Regions from separate parts of the Mus musculus genome. Here region 1 is linked to region 2. Evidence: chromatin contacts called from public HiChIP or PLAC-seq data. All regions are on one chromosome and are shown on one strand. Each heading gives the region's core, a stretch centred on a gene start, on an enhancer-like site or on the middle of the called end of the contact. The rest is flanking DNA. Distances are from core to core; before and after follow the strand shown. Region 1 has its middle 58 kb from the start of Atp6v1g3. Region 2 overlaps Nek7 (NIMA (never in mitosis gene a)-related expressed kinase 7).

Region 1 (6,335 bases), core at 3,718-6,217, 210 kb after region 2:
TTTGTTTATAAATTAAACATAATGCAAAGGAATGTAAAAGTATATCTTCAAATAGTAATTGTAATATTTTATGTTGTAATGGTGTTTCCCAGAGAAAAAGTAAGTTTTATTTCTAAATCAAGTGTTATAAACGTAATAAAATTTTATTTTAGTGCAACTACTACCCTAAAGATTCTTTAAAAGGATTCATCTTTCATGTCATAGTAATATTGCTATCTTTCTTTTGGTATAGAGTTACTCTAGAGTTGAAACATATTCAGTTACAATTGTGATAATGAATGCTGCCATTGGGTTCTCAGCAGGAGGAATAAGGCTAATGCAGACTCAGACCATTCAACTCCCCAGCCCCCCTTGACAACAGAGCCAAATGAGTGCTGGGGACATGGTTAGTGTGTAGGCTTCCAGGGGATCCACAGATCATGTCAGAGTGACACGTTTGCATTCTTCACAGTGACATATGCAAGAAATTCAGACATTTGAAGAATAGTTAGCTGCTAACTCAGGCAGGTGGTGGAATCCATTGTGTGGTCAGAAAAACCTGAGAAGTGTGTCTGAGCCCTCTTTTTGAGAGCATAGGCTTGACTGCCATTATACGGAGGCATGTTGGCATACAATGCAGGGAGAGGGCAAAGAAAAAAATACACAAACTCTTTTCCAGGGCAGGACAAAGATTTAATAGCTGTTGCTGGATTGGCTTTATAAATCCAGGGATGTGGGGGAGGCTGCCTTCCAGTACTACCCAGAGTCTACCTAACATTTTTCATCTGAAATCCCACGACACCTTAGGGAGGTGTGCAATGCAGTCAGTGGTGATCGCAAGCACTCTTGAGTGACTTTTTAAATGACTAACTTTGGGCTGTTACTGAGTTTTTCATCCCTGGTGATGGGTCTGGATAGCAAATTGCCTTGGTTTAGAGATCAGCTTTAAAATCTTCATAGCACCTTCCAAGGGGCTTCACAGTGTAGCAGTCTGGATGTGGATGGCTGAAATCTTTAGGTGTTAGGAGAACTAATTTTAATTTAAAGTTCTAAGTGTGTTAATGGATTAATTATCATATGGATCATATATAGTATGCTTTGAAATATGAGACCATGATAAAATTAATGGCCCATCAAAAACTGAATGCCTTTGGTAGCCAACATGGAAATGTTCATGTTCCAGTTAGATAACTACATGTTAACATCAGATTGATGGCATATCAGTGAGACTCTCACACAGTCACACATGTAAACATGTTTACAAAACAACAGATATAAACTGGCCAGATTTTAAAGTAGTGGGTGGACACACAGCAGTTTGGACAAAAGACTGAATGATTTACTATAATTAAGAGCCCTTGAAACGAAGAATCTCCACTATAAGGCTTGGGTTGATAAGTATAAAGAACTCAGTTAAAGAAATGCACAGAAGTCAGTAAGAACCAGAAAGGGAGACAGTCTGACACACAGTGTCTTTATGTAGAATTTGATGAATAAAATAATTCTGACATTTTTTGTTTGTTTTGGGCTAGGATGAACAATTTTAATTTTTTAGGTAAATAAATGATTGATGGTGATGATGATGATGGTATGTGCATGTGTGTGCACGCATGTGTGTACTGCACATGTGCATTTGCATGTGTATGTGTGTTGAACCAGGCCTACATCTCACATTCTACCCCTCTTGGGCTTCTATACTCTCAAGCAGCTTGTAGCATACACACACACACACACACACACACACACACACACACACACACACACACACATGCTACAAGCTGCTTGAGATCAGGAGAGTCTATCATAGATGGTTGTACTGAAGTATCAAAGAAGAAAGCTAAAACCCCTAATTGGGATTGTAATTAGCTCAGAAAGTAAACACCTACTTTTAAGAAATGGCTTTCTAAAGAACACTTACAGTGGTTAGAAATAGTTCTTGGGGAATGAGTTAAAATGCTTGATCTCATGTCATCAAAGATTATTAGAAGAAATAAAAATATAATTGAAAACATTAAAAACACTGCAGTCGCTCCTATAGCACTAGTGTGAGGGAAAAGTTCTGCCATGGGGTCCTGGTTAGAGGGGAACGGCTGGGAGTCCTCCACAGGCCTTGATGTGGTAAGAGTCATCGTCTTATAAATAGACCTTGTTACAGAAATTGTACCTGGTAAGAAGCCACCATGAGCTTTTAGATTGAATTTTATAAATAGGACACTTAGTGTTGAAACACAGGAGATTGGTTGTAGCAATTAATATACAGACAATAAAATGATGCAAAAACAGAATACCAGTTACAATCAAATTCTAAGGTATGTCACAGAAGAGCCACAGTTCTCACCTTGAGGGGAATACATAATAATCTATTTTGGAGCCAAATATAAGTGACCATTTCCCTAGAACACAAATTTGTTTCACTCCAAATACTGTGTCTCTGCGAGGTAATAATCTCTTCAAGATTTGATAGTATCAGATTAAAGAAATAAATAAAGTCATAAATCAAATCAAATATATCGCTGGGCATATCAGGTAGCAGTTTTTGCCGGAGTGGAAAAGTCTCTGCTGTAGGGGTCAGCCTCTGTCTGATACCATTCTTAGTGTCTGGGATGGTGCAATGTAGGGGCCTATTCATACCATCTAAACGGATTTACTTCAAACTCACAAGGATGTTGAGTAATAAATGACTATTTAAAGGGCAGTGATAGCTCGAGAGAGTTTGGCTCTGGATCTGCAACATTCCAACCTCTTCATAATCATTGACGTTCTCACCATTCAGTCATCCCAGAAGAATGTTCAATGTAAGTGGTGCTTCTTTTCCCAGTTGGCAAAAAATGCCATGATCAGAAACAGATAGATAATAAAGTAACATGTGTGCATTATGAATCCATTCATAGCATTTGTCCACCAACTCACAATAAAACAGAGAGTACTGGAAGTATTTACGTATTATACAGCAACCATTAGTTTCGAGTGGTGATTTCTATATTTTGTGGGATATTTGTCATAAACATTTCCCCACCTGATAAAATTCAAATTAAAATGAGCATAATTTAACTTAGTAATAATGTAGGCCACTAGAGTGTCCCCTTTCTTGGAGAAGCCACACACTGAAGTAATTTGGGACTGAGCCACTGATGATAGGTCTAGGGCCATTCAAGTGTTCAGAGCTGATGGAAGCAGGGATATACTGTCACATGATCACGGAAGGACTGAATTGGGTCCTCAAAACAATTATCTTCCAGCTTCATATATTTGCCAAGAATGTGAAGAGATGACACTGGTTTCCTCTCATTGCATCCCACCGGGACTCATACTATCAACGTGCCTCGTGATTCACCAGTATTGATGACTGACACATGAAGTAAAGCAAGAAGCAAACTTCAACCCACTCTGATTTATGGTGATTTTTGTGGGGCTATAATTCAAGAATCTAAATATCCTGTTTACCTGCAACCCTTCCATTTAATTAGCTAACAGCAGCGTGAGTTTGTGAGTTCTTTATTTGTCGGGTGGGTTACTATTCACTGCCTTCATGATTTCAGATTGTCATTGCCTCAGATGTGACCAGTGGGAGCCTCTTCAGGCTGCTCTCTGTATTCTTATCACCCATCCCCACAGTTCCCAGGCACTTTCTTATTTGCCAACCAAACCAAGTACCCCAGGCTTATTTTCCACTCTTTGAGCCAAGCCTTGAATCTGCTGTTTCCGCAGCTGGAGTTCCAAGGCCAAGATCTAGCTGCAAGGTGTTTTTGCTGCTACAAGAGCATTGCTGTCTCTTTGGGCAGAGTAAGGGAGTTTTTGTAGGTGTGGACATGCACACACATTCCCTTGTACACACTTTTAAGATATCTATTTCTATATTTGCTCTCTCTACAGAAGAATACTAGCTTACACCAACATTCCAGATTCTACTAAATGTCACAGTACTCATTCATTTTCGCCCTTTGTATTTGTAATTATACCTAATATCATCATCATTACTAATATTGCATCTCTCTTTTCATGACATCCCTGTATATAACAGGTCTCTAACAGATAGCACAGTCCTTCTCACTCCACCTGTCCCAAGACCTCTGCTGGTGTCCATCTGCTAGACTCCTGTCTCAGATCTACCAGTTGGAGGCCAGACCAGTCCATATAATGACTTCCCGGCCAGTCAGGGATACGTAGCAAAATCCTATCTCAAAATCAAGCAAAGCCAACCAGTGAAACCAAGAGAGCATATTTATGTATTATTTATATTACAAAAAAGAAAATAATTCAAAGGTAGTGCAGAGAGTTTACATCTATACCACATCTAATGGTGTCGCCCGTCACTTGGGACAGCTAATGAATAGACATCACTGCGTTATCCAATCAAGTTCATTCAGATTCTTTTTCTTCTGAACTATAGTCCCCCCGCCCATCTCCTGTTCTAGGATCCTATCCAAGACATGTCATTTCTCTATCAAGGTTCCTACACATCCTGCTGGTTGTGAATGCTTTAGCTGTCCATTACAATTGTGAGGAGTTCCCGTCTTTCGTACACTGAACTTCAGGAGGGATTTATATGATATCCTGACTAGCTCTGAATTGTGTGTTTGAGGGGAAAGACTAGTGAGAAGATACAAGGCAGGTTGGCCTGACCTGTCACCACCCCTGCTCACCCGAGTTTTCTATGCCCAACTCCTCTGTCCACACTCTGGGATTTGGAAGAAAGTCGCCATGCACAAAGCACAGTGAATGAGAAGCATTTGTACCGCACACACTGTGAGGTCTGCACCTCTGAGACTGCTCAGGGTTCCTGAACAAGACACTACACACTCACTCATTTCTCCCAGTTCATTCTGCTACTGAGGACCCATCGACACTTATTTTATATTTGGATTTCATCACGTTTTAGATTAAGGGAAAAATCACTGATTGCCTTTTGACCACCCCTCTCATCCACATAGCTCGTGGCATGTGCCACCATAGAGACCACATTCCTGGCATGGGGACAGGTATTCTTAAACACCCACTCTGTAATTTGTTGGTTTCTTAGACTGTTACTTTATCATCTGGAATGCCTTTGGACATACCTTAGAGCTGATTTCATGCCATTGCTTGAATCTTAATTCAGTGACTGGCCTTAAACACCGACTCTTATTCACTTCCTTTGCAGTTTGGGTGTAAATCTCTTCCTTGCAGTAGTTAGCGCACTCCTTGATGTTTGTTTGCCTGTTGGTCTTTGTGACTATGTTGTGAGGTTGGTGGGATTCCAACTATTTTTCCCTCCTTTCTCTTTCAGTTTGAAGCAGTTGTGTGCAGAATATACCTGGTTCTAGGGACAAAGAATATGGCTGTGCTCATCAAGAGAGTTGAGTTTTTAAAGTATTTACTTGAGTCCTTTCTAGAGAAGTGACACACAGGATTTGCCATTCATGGGATATGTACTATGCGATTCTTACTGTTTTGTTTTGTTTTGTTTTGTTTTGTTTTGTTTTGTTTTGTTTTCCCTTCCTGCAAAGATGTTCCTTTTTTGATCATCTGGACTTCCATGCACAGGAGTATCTATAGATCAGGCACTTGTCCAATGACTGGCTAAAATCGAGGACAGGCTTTCCCACAGAGCAGAACTTATTCCCACAGTGACTGTGGTTTCAGTAGTAGTAGACTGCCCTAACCAACTTGACCAAATAGCTACGCTACAAAAGAGGCAGGCAGGAAGTCTAGCAATATAGACATTCACTTTGTGGCACACAAAATACACCCTGTGTTGACACAAACAAACTGCCTTCACCATTTTGACTGTCAAGTAGTCAAGAAAAATATTTAAGTCAGTTTTGAAGCAGTCAAATTGGCCAGCAAGCCTATCTGCCATTCCCCTCTCCTCCCTCTGTATGAAGCCTCCCGATTTCCCTGGCTGGTGTTTTAGAAGCAGACGCGTTTTTCCTGCCAGAAGAGGATGCGTTCTTTCTCACAGAAGCTTAATGAAATAGCTGTTACATCATATAAATCCACTTCCTAACACCCCGTGTCAGACTATCAAATCAGTTAAGGAAAATCCTCATCTTTTTTTCTCTTTGAAATTATGGATAGGCTGGTCGGGTTCCAAATTCAGCGAGTTCATATCGCCATCTAGTGTTCAAAATAGGATTGTCCGCACAAACGAAGGAGAAAATTTTAATACTCCATCCGGCTGCAAAAACCAATCTTATCTGAGTTGTTTGAAAGGTTCACTTGGCTGATCCGGTTTGGTTTGGAGCTACTACTCACAGTTAATTTGATATTTATGTTTTGATAGGACACCACACTACTGAGTGAAATTGTTGATTACAGTTTAGCTTGGAAACATAGCTCAAATCACAATCAGAAACAGTGATGCTTTTTCCCAGTAT
Region 2 (6,374 bases), core at 2,093-4,592:
CCTTTCTTCTTTTATCCACTCCTTGCCACACCATTCTTGATCTTTCTGAAGCTAGTCTCATGGTGTCTGTATATACTTGACTTTCTTCCCTCCGTGTTACCAGTTCTGTCTCCAAGTCTCAAAATCCCCAACTTCTCTCGTCTTTTATTTCCTCTGTCAAACCATACTTAGTCATTGAACTCACCTACTATCAAGTACCACTCAATATTAGTCAGACTTCTTATTTGATATCTGTTTCAACTGTTTTCCAGAACTTAATTCGATCCTGGTCAGTTTTTTTGTTTTTTAATAAGATTTCTAAAAGATTTATTTATCTATTATATATACAGTGTTCTGTCAGCATGTATGTCCTGGTCAGTTATCTTTTTTTAAAATAAATTTTTAAAGCTTTATTTATTTATTATGTATATGGCGCTCTGCCTATATATGCATGCACACCAGAAGAGGGCGTCAGATCTCATTACAGAGGCTATGAGCTACCACGTGGTTGCTGGGAATTGAACTCGGGACCCTATAAGAGCAGCCAGTGCTCTAACCCTTTGAGCTGTGCCTCTAGCCCCTGGTCAGTTATCTTAACATATTCTAAAATGGATGCTGTCCTGTTACAGCCCCTCTTTGTTTCTAATCTGCAGTTCTCATTTGTCTCCAGTCTTCAGGGCTTTGTTTATTCACATTTAGTAATTTATGGTTTCTCATCGTAGAGGGCTCAGGTTACTTCTTGGGAATTTACAACTTTCCTTTGGAATTATATTCCTTACCTTTCTAATGAGTGTGTTCTAACCACGGTATCAGAAGCTCCTCACAGCAGTGGGTGTATGGTTATATTCCCTATGGAGCTACAGCCCTTATGCATATATGCCAGGCAGCACATCTCTACTCTCCAGCATGGTGTATGAACATTGCTAACTGCCCGACCTGACCTCCCCTACCTCTTCATGTATGTTGGATACATCTCCCCTTTCTGCTTTCTTTCTGATTTACTCCCCCCCCCCCCTTCCAGGCTTCTCTATTTCTTTCATATCAGCCTCCTTTCTCATTTACTTTCTTACTGGTATCTTCAGAGAGAAACTGTTACTCTAGCTCCTACAAGCTTCTTAAAACTCTGCTGGTCCTCACAGTTAAAATTTTAGGTTCTTCTATACCCAGTGTCACAGCTTCCTGTGTATATCTACACAGCTGCACACCTCCACACAGCTGCACACCTCCACACAGCTGCACACCTGTACACAGCTGTATCCCTCTTCACAGCTGCACACCTGTACACAGCTGCACAACTCCACACAGCTGCACACCTCTACACAGCTGCACATCTGTACACAGCTGCACACCTCTACACAGCTGCACACCTCTACACAGCTGCACACCTCCACAGTTGTGTACTTCCATAAGGCTGCATCCTAAAGAGTAACCTTATCCTTAAAGCTTGCAGTGTTTCCAGTTTCATGAAATATTTTCTCCAGTTTTGTAATTTAAAAGAAACCCTAGACAGATGGTAGTGGTACACACCTTTAGTCCCAGCACTCAGGAGGCAGATGCATAGGCAGGTAGAGCTCTGAATTAGAAGCCAGCCTGGCCACAGCATGCATTCAGGATAGCCAGGACTGCACAGAGAAATCCTGTCTCTAAAAACAACAGCAACAACAACAAAGCAAACAAAAACAACAAAAGAACCCAAGAAAAGGTTCTGATATACTGAAAGTCAGACTCCCCTGTCTGAGAAGCCTGTTAGAGGGCACCCCCTGGAGTCAGTTCTCAGTAGTTATGGGAGAACTGTGGACACAACCAGGTGTCTAGGTGCTCTCTATCATGTGGCAGATCCTTATGGAATCCCTGAGCAGGGAAGGGAACTCGGCCTCTGAACGTCTCGTCTGGGCAAGTTGGTAAGCATGATGAGAGAAGGCTGATGAGTGGGAAGCAGGTACTGGAGAGGTTTCCAGCACTGGGGGGTGGGGGGTGGGGGGTGGTGCTTGTCTCAGAATCGCTGTGCTCAGTGCCTCCCACCCACCACTGTAGAACCTTATGGAGAAGGCAGATTAAGATTCTCCTTCCCTCCCTGCCTGGTCCCCCAGTAAAGGTTGAGGGTTCTGGCTGGCCATTGGGTTGCTTGAATAGAGGGGTGGAAGCCTTCTCCTGACATTAGGGATAATTGGGCAAAACATGGAGAAGAGTTGAGGTGTACTTAGGTGTGAAGGCTGAAGGAGGAGTGAGGATTTGTCACACGGAAGACAAGGCTACTTAGTGCAGGGACAAGCTACTCCATTCATTTATTCATATCCTTCAAAGTAGGAGGGGCCAGGAGGTAGTTTGTATGTGGGAGATTTAAAGTATATGTGTGTACATGTGTATATATTAGCTCAATATAAATACAAATATAAATATATATAGTGAATATATATAATGTACACATGTATGTGTGTGTGTATATGCATCTTTACTACATTTTATGTGTGATTTCATAACAGTGTAATACATGTGTTTTTAGAGATGTTTCTACTAAGTTACAGGAATGATTCTTTTTTTGAAGATGAATTGATGTTAACTTTTGATGAGTAATTTGGGTAAAATTTGAAGCTGGCAGATAAAATCTTTTATAAATGATTCAGAGGATGCCAAGAATGTATCAGCTATTACCTACTTGACCAACTAATAACTTCTGCTTTAACCAAGAATAAAATAAGTTTTGAAGCCCAGAGAAACTTTGGCTTGAAAATAAATAAATGCTTCCTGTACGCGTGTGTTATGTAAAATGTCTTTTTCTTTTTACAAAACCCCATATCGTTTTCTATTTCCTGTCTTCCCTTGCTCATTAAATCACCAGGCAGCTTTGACTCCGTGCTGGGAATGACTTATTCCAAAGATTCAGCCTTTACTTTTGTCTTGACATGTTGACTAAAGAAAGATAAGACGCACGTTTCCAGTTAAATCTATTTGTAAATCTATTTGGTTCAGAAAGCGTTGTCACATTAAATGCACCAGGACTGAGTATCTTTCCCCAGGGTTTAAAGAGCAATTTTTGATATTGTTGAAGAGTCAGTTAAAAAGTAAGTCAGTTAAAAATAAAACAACTCACAATTCTAAATTGGCTGAAACATAATTTGAGGTAAATATTTATTATTTCCATGCCGCATGCATCCAGGTGTGCGTGTGTGATTTTCAAAGGTACTTGCGCTTCTCACTCTCAGACGTTTATTATTAAGCCAGTCTTCCGTCTAAGAGGCGCTGCTTATTCAGATCTGTGGCTCTGCCTCTGTGAGTCTTTGATTTTTTTAACCATCGAGGCCGCCACTCTCCTTTCTCTTTCTCTTGGGCTGTTCCCCCACAGGGATTCCATGATTACCCAAAGTACTGACTCTTCTAAGAAGCTTTAGTTATCGCAAGCCCTGTGACCAGCAGTTCTAAGAACAGTATCAGTGTTCATCATTAGGCGAGAATTAGTCATCTCTCTTGGTGTTCATCTGGAGATAGATAAATATGACAGGGTGTAATGTATCCCAGACTGGTTTAAGACTACAGCTGACAATTACCTCCGACTAAGTGTGTAGGGTTCCTTGTTTCTTCAGGAAGGGTGACACTGGATACATTTTACTCATGGTTGCTTTCTTCTCATCCCTGACTCTGGTGCTCATTTATAGCCAATCCATCCCTTCTCCCTCTAACCTCTATAGACAGTGATTTAACAACAGGCAAAAACCCTCACCTTCCACTCGCCTGCCTCCTTTCCCCTCGGCCAGTTGCTCCTCCAGCGTCTCTGTTTACTGTAAAAACTGTATGAGTCACTACAGTAGACGGAAGGGGCCGGGCTTCAGTTATTTAGTCTAATAGGTTTATGGATGTTGTACTTGTCTTAAATTTTAAATTAAGATTCTCAATTTGATTTTTACTGTTTTTAATTGGGACATAATTATAAATCTTTATAGTGTACATTGATAATTTACTACATGTGTGCAGTATGTGATTATCAGACCAGCATAATTCCTGTCATTTGTTTTTGTTGTTGTTGGGAAGCTACAAACGCAGCTCTCTTAATTCCTCCTTAAATTAAAATGCATAATCAGTTATTATGCTATGGTTTTTGTCGTACAGTGTGTGCTCTAGAATGCTCAGAACCTACACCTGTTCTGTAACTGTCCCTTGTTACCCATCCCCCACCCTCAAGCCCTTCTTAACCTCTAGCGACTGCTGTTCTGATATACATGGAAGGTGTGAAGTATCCTTTCCCTAAGTACAAAGATTGGCATTCCCTCACTACTTCAACCTACACATCTACCTGACTGAAGTAGTAGGACTTAGTTCAACTTGTTGACTAAAAATGTCATTCGTTAAAATAGTGTTGTATGAGTTTAATCAGCTTGCAGTATAAGAACTAAGATTTGAAAAAAAAAAAAGATTGTTTTTTTACATTTTAGAGCCTTGAAATTTCTTATTTTCAAAGATACAGGAACATCCTTTTGGTTATATGTTTTTGTGTTTTCTGTCCTCCTTTTCTGCATCATAGCAGCTCAAAGAGCCACACTCTTTTCTTGAAAACGTAATGCCAAAAATGTAGTGTGTCTGAATGTCTATTTATATGTACCTGGACTTAGTATTTAACATAATAAAATTTCCACCTGGTTGTCAAAGGACCAGTCATCACCCTTTTTGCTTTACAGCCTCCCCGCCCCCCAGCAAGAATACAGGTCAGACCATTAGAACTGTCTGTACCAGCAGAGTGGGGGTTTGCTACTGAAATAATTAACAACAAATGCTGCTTGCCCCGCTGATGAGCTGCCTGACCCTTTGTCAGTCGTTTTACAAGCATCCTTTTCTTCATCTACAGCACTGGAATATTCTTATCCTTGTAAGGATTAGATGGGAATTAGATGGTTCATGAAATACACTCAGTATATGGTAGCTGTTCAATGTACATTGCTTATTATTGTAGTATTCTATTGACCATCACCTCATCCTGGTTATTTGAGCAATAGATGTGAGTGCCAGTATATACTCTGCTGTTTGTTGGCCTTTGGAGGAAAAGCATCTAAGGTTTTTGTTGTTTTGTGTTCACATAAGATAAAGTTCTTTTGGACATTCACAGTAAATAAATGCAAATAAAGCTTGCATCTGTGTGAGTGTGTGGATACATATGTAGATGTATATGTGTGTGTGTGTGTGTGTGTGTGTGTGTGTGTGTGTGTAGAGGGAAGAGAGAAAGGGAGTCTTATAAAGAATTTACATGTTAGCCTAAAAATGTAGGTCACTGTTTTACTAAATAATTCTAAACTTCATTTTTAGATATTTGATTTAATGGATGCCAAAGCACGTGCTGATTGTATCAAAGAAATAGACCTCCTTAAGGTAAATAATGATCTATAGGCTATTTTGAATATTTCTGAAGAGGTTGATAAAATGACTTATCAAAATGTTACATTTCCAAGTAAAACACGTTTTAAGGCTTACTTGGTGACACACTGGTTCTAAGTAACACTGCATAAGTTAGAGCATGTGTGTTTTGGATACTATGATTTTTATTTATGATAAAATAATTGAATCATAATATTATGTAAAGTCAACTTTTTCAAGTCAGAAGATGCATGGGCCTAAACACTGGAGAAATTTTGTAGAGCATTCTATCCAAACCTATTCTACTGCTCAAGTAATATCAGTGCATATTGCTGTCATGTCAATATGTGTCACACTGAGAGCCTGGGCTACCCCAGATGCTTCATGTTTATAAACATTTCCTAAGTAGTTTTTTCAGACTTAGACAAAGGATCGAGGGCACGTGTTAGGAATTAAATTTTAGTTTCTTATCTACCTGTTAAGTGTGGTGAGGTTCGAGTCACCTGCACGGTGTTTTGTTGTTGTTGGTATTCTTTTATAGACTAGCTTATGCTATATTTTTCATTTGTTTTCAGTCAAGTATGATGGCCTACACTTGCTATTTTATTCATCTGTGGATGTTCTTAAAATGTATCGGTTTCAACCAAAGTATTTCAAAACTTTGTTTTTCTATTCTTTCCACTTGAAGTAACTCTTAAATACACAGGCGCATACACACTCACATACACATACCCACTTGTACATATGCACACATACACATACACACTTGCACACTCACAATATATACAAACTCACATACAAACTCACATGTGTGCACATGCTTGTGTTTAGCTCTCTCTCTCACGCGCGCACACACACACACACAGCTTTTAAAAATAGAAATAGCATTATTAGGGGTAGCATGGAAGAAAAACTTCTAAGTACAAAGAAAACCACCTATAATTCATGAGAATTTCTCTTTGAGAATTTATGTCTCATGTTAACTTATTCAAAATTTGAACATAAAACTTGTAAATATTTATGGCTTGCTGCATGTTATTCTTCAAGGTGAGATT

Evidence for each region. HiChIP or PLAC-seq counts read pairs in DNA pulled down with a chosen protein or histone mark.
Region 1: an H3K27ac HiChIP or PLAC-seq map of the NIH/3T3 cell line shows a contact between it and region 2, with 6 times the contacts expected there. The contact joins two enhancer-like sites. A contact is called at or near these places in 11 of 484 Hi-C or Micro-C datasets (the AML12 cell line, the N1E-115 cell line, adipose-derived mesenchymal stem cells and 6 more) and 5 of 115 datasets of contacts at active chromatin or transcription factors (the NIH/3T3 cell line, acute myeloid leukemia, bone marrow-derived dendritic cells and 2 more).

Annotation. Positions count from the first base shown.
Region 1 is chr1:138,328,178-138,334,512 of GRCm38.p6, reverse strand. No RefSeq gene overlaps it. Among named protein-coding and RNA genes, the nearest start is that of Atp6v1g3, 58 kb to the right of the region's middle. Within about 2 kb of position 4,967, at least 73 of the 459 cell types and tissues checked have an H3K27ac peak or open chromatin away from gene starts, as enhancers often do. A contact at or near this core is called in the N1E-115 cell line, the NIH/3T3 cell line, embryonic fibroblasts and 1 more, where this site is marked.
Region 2 is chr1:138,533,324-138,539,697 of GRCm38.p6, reverse strand. It overlaps Nek7 (NIMA (never in mitosis gene a)-related expressed kinase 7), which reads left to right. Exons shown (of 10, transcript NM_021605.4): 4 at 5,272-5,334. Among named protein-coding and RNA genes, the nearest start is that of Nek7, 83 kb to the left of the region's middle. Within about 2 kb of position 3,342, at least 53 of the 459 cell types and tissues checked have an H3K27ac peak or open chromatin away from gene starts, as enhancers often do. A contact at or near this core is called in the N1E-115 cell line, the NIH/3T3 cell line, embryonic fibroblasts and 1 more, where this site is marked.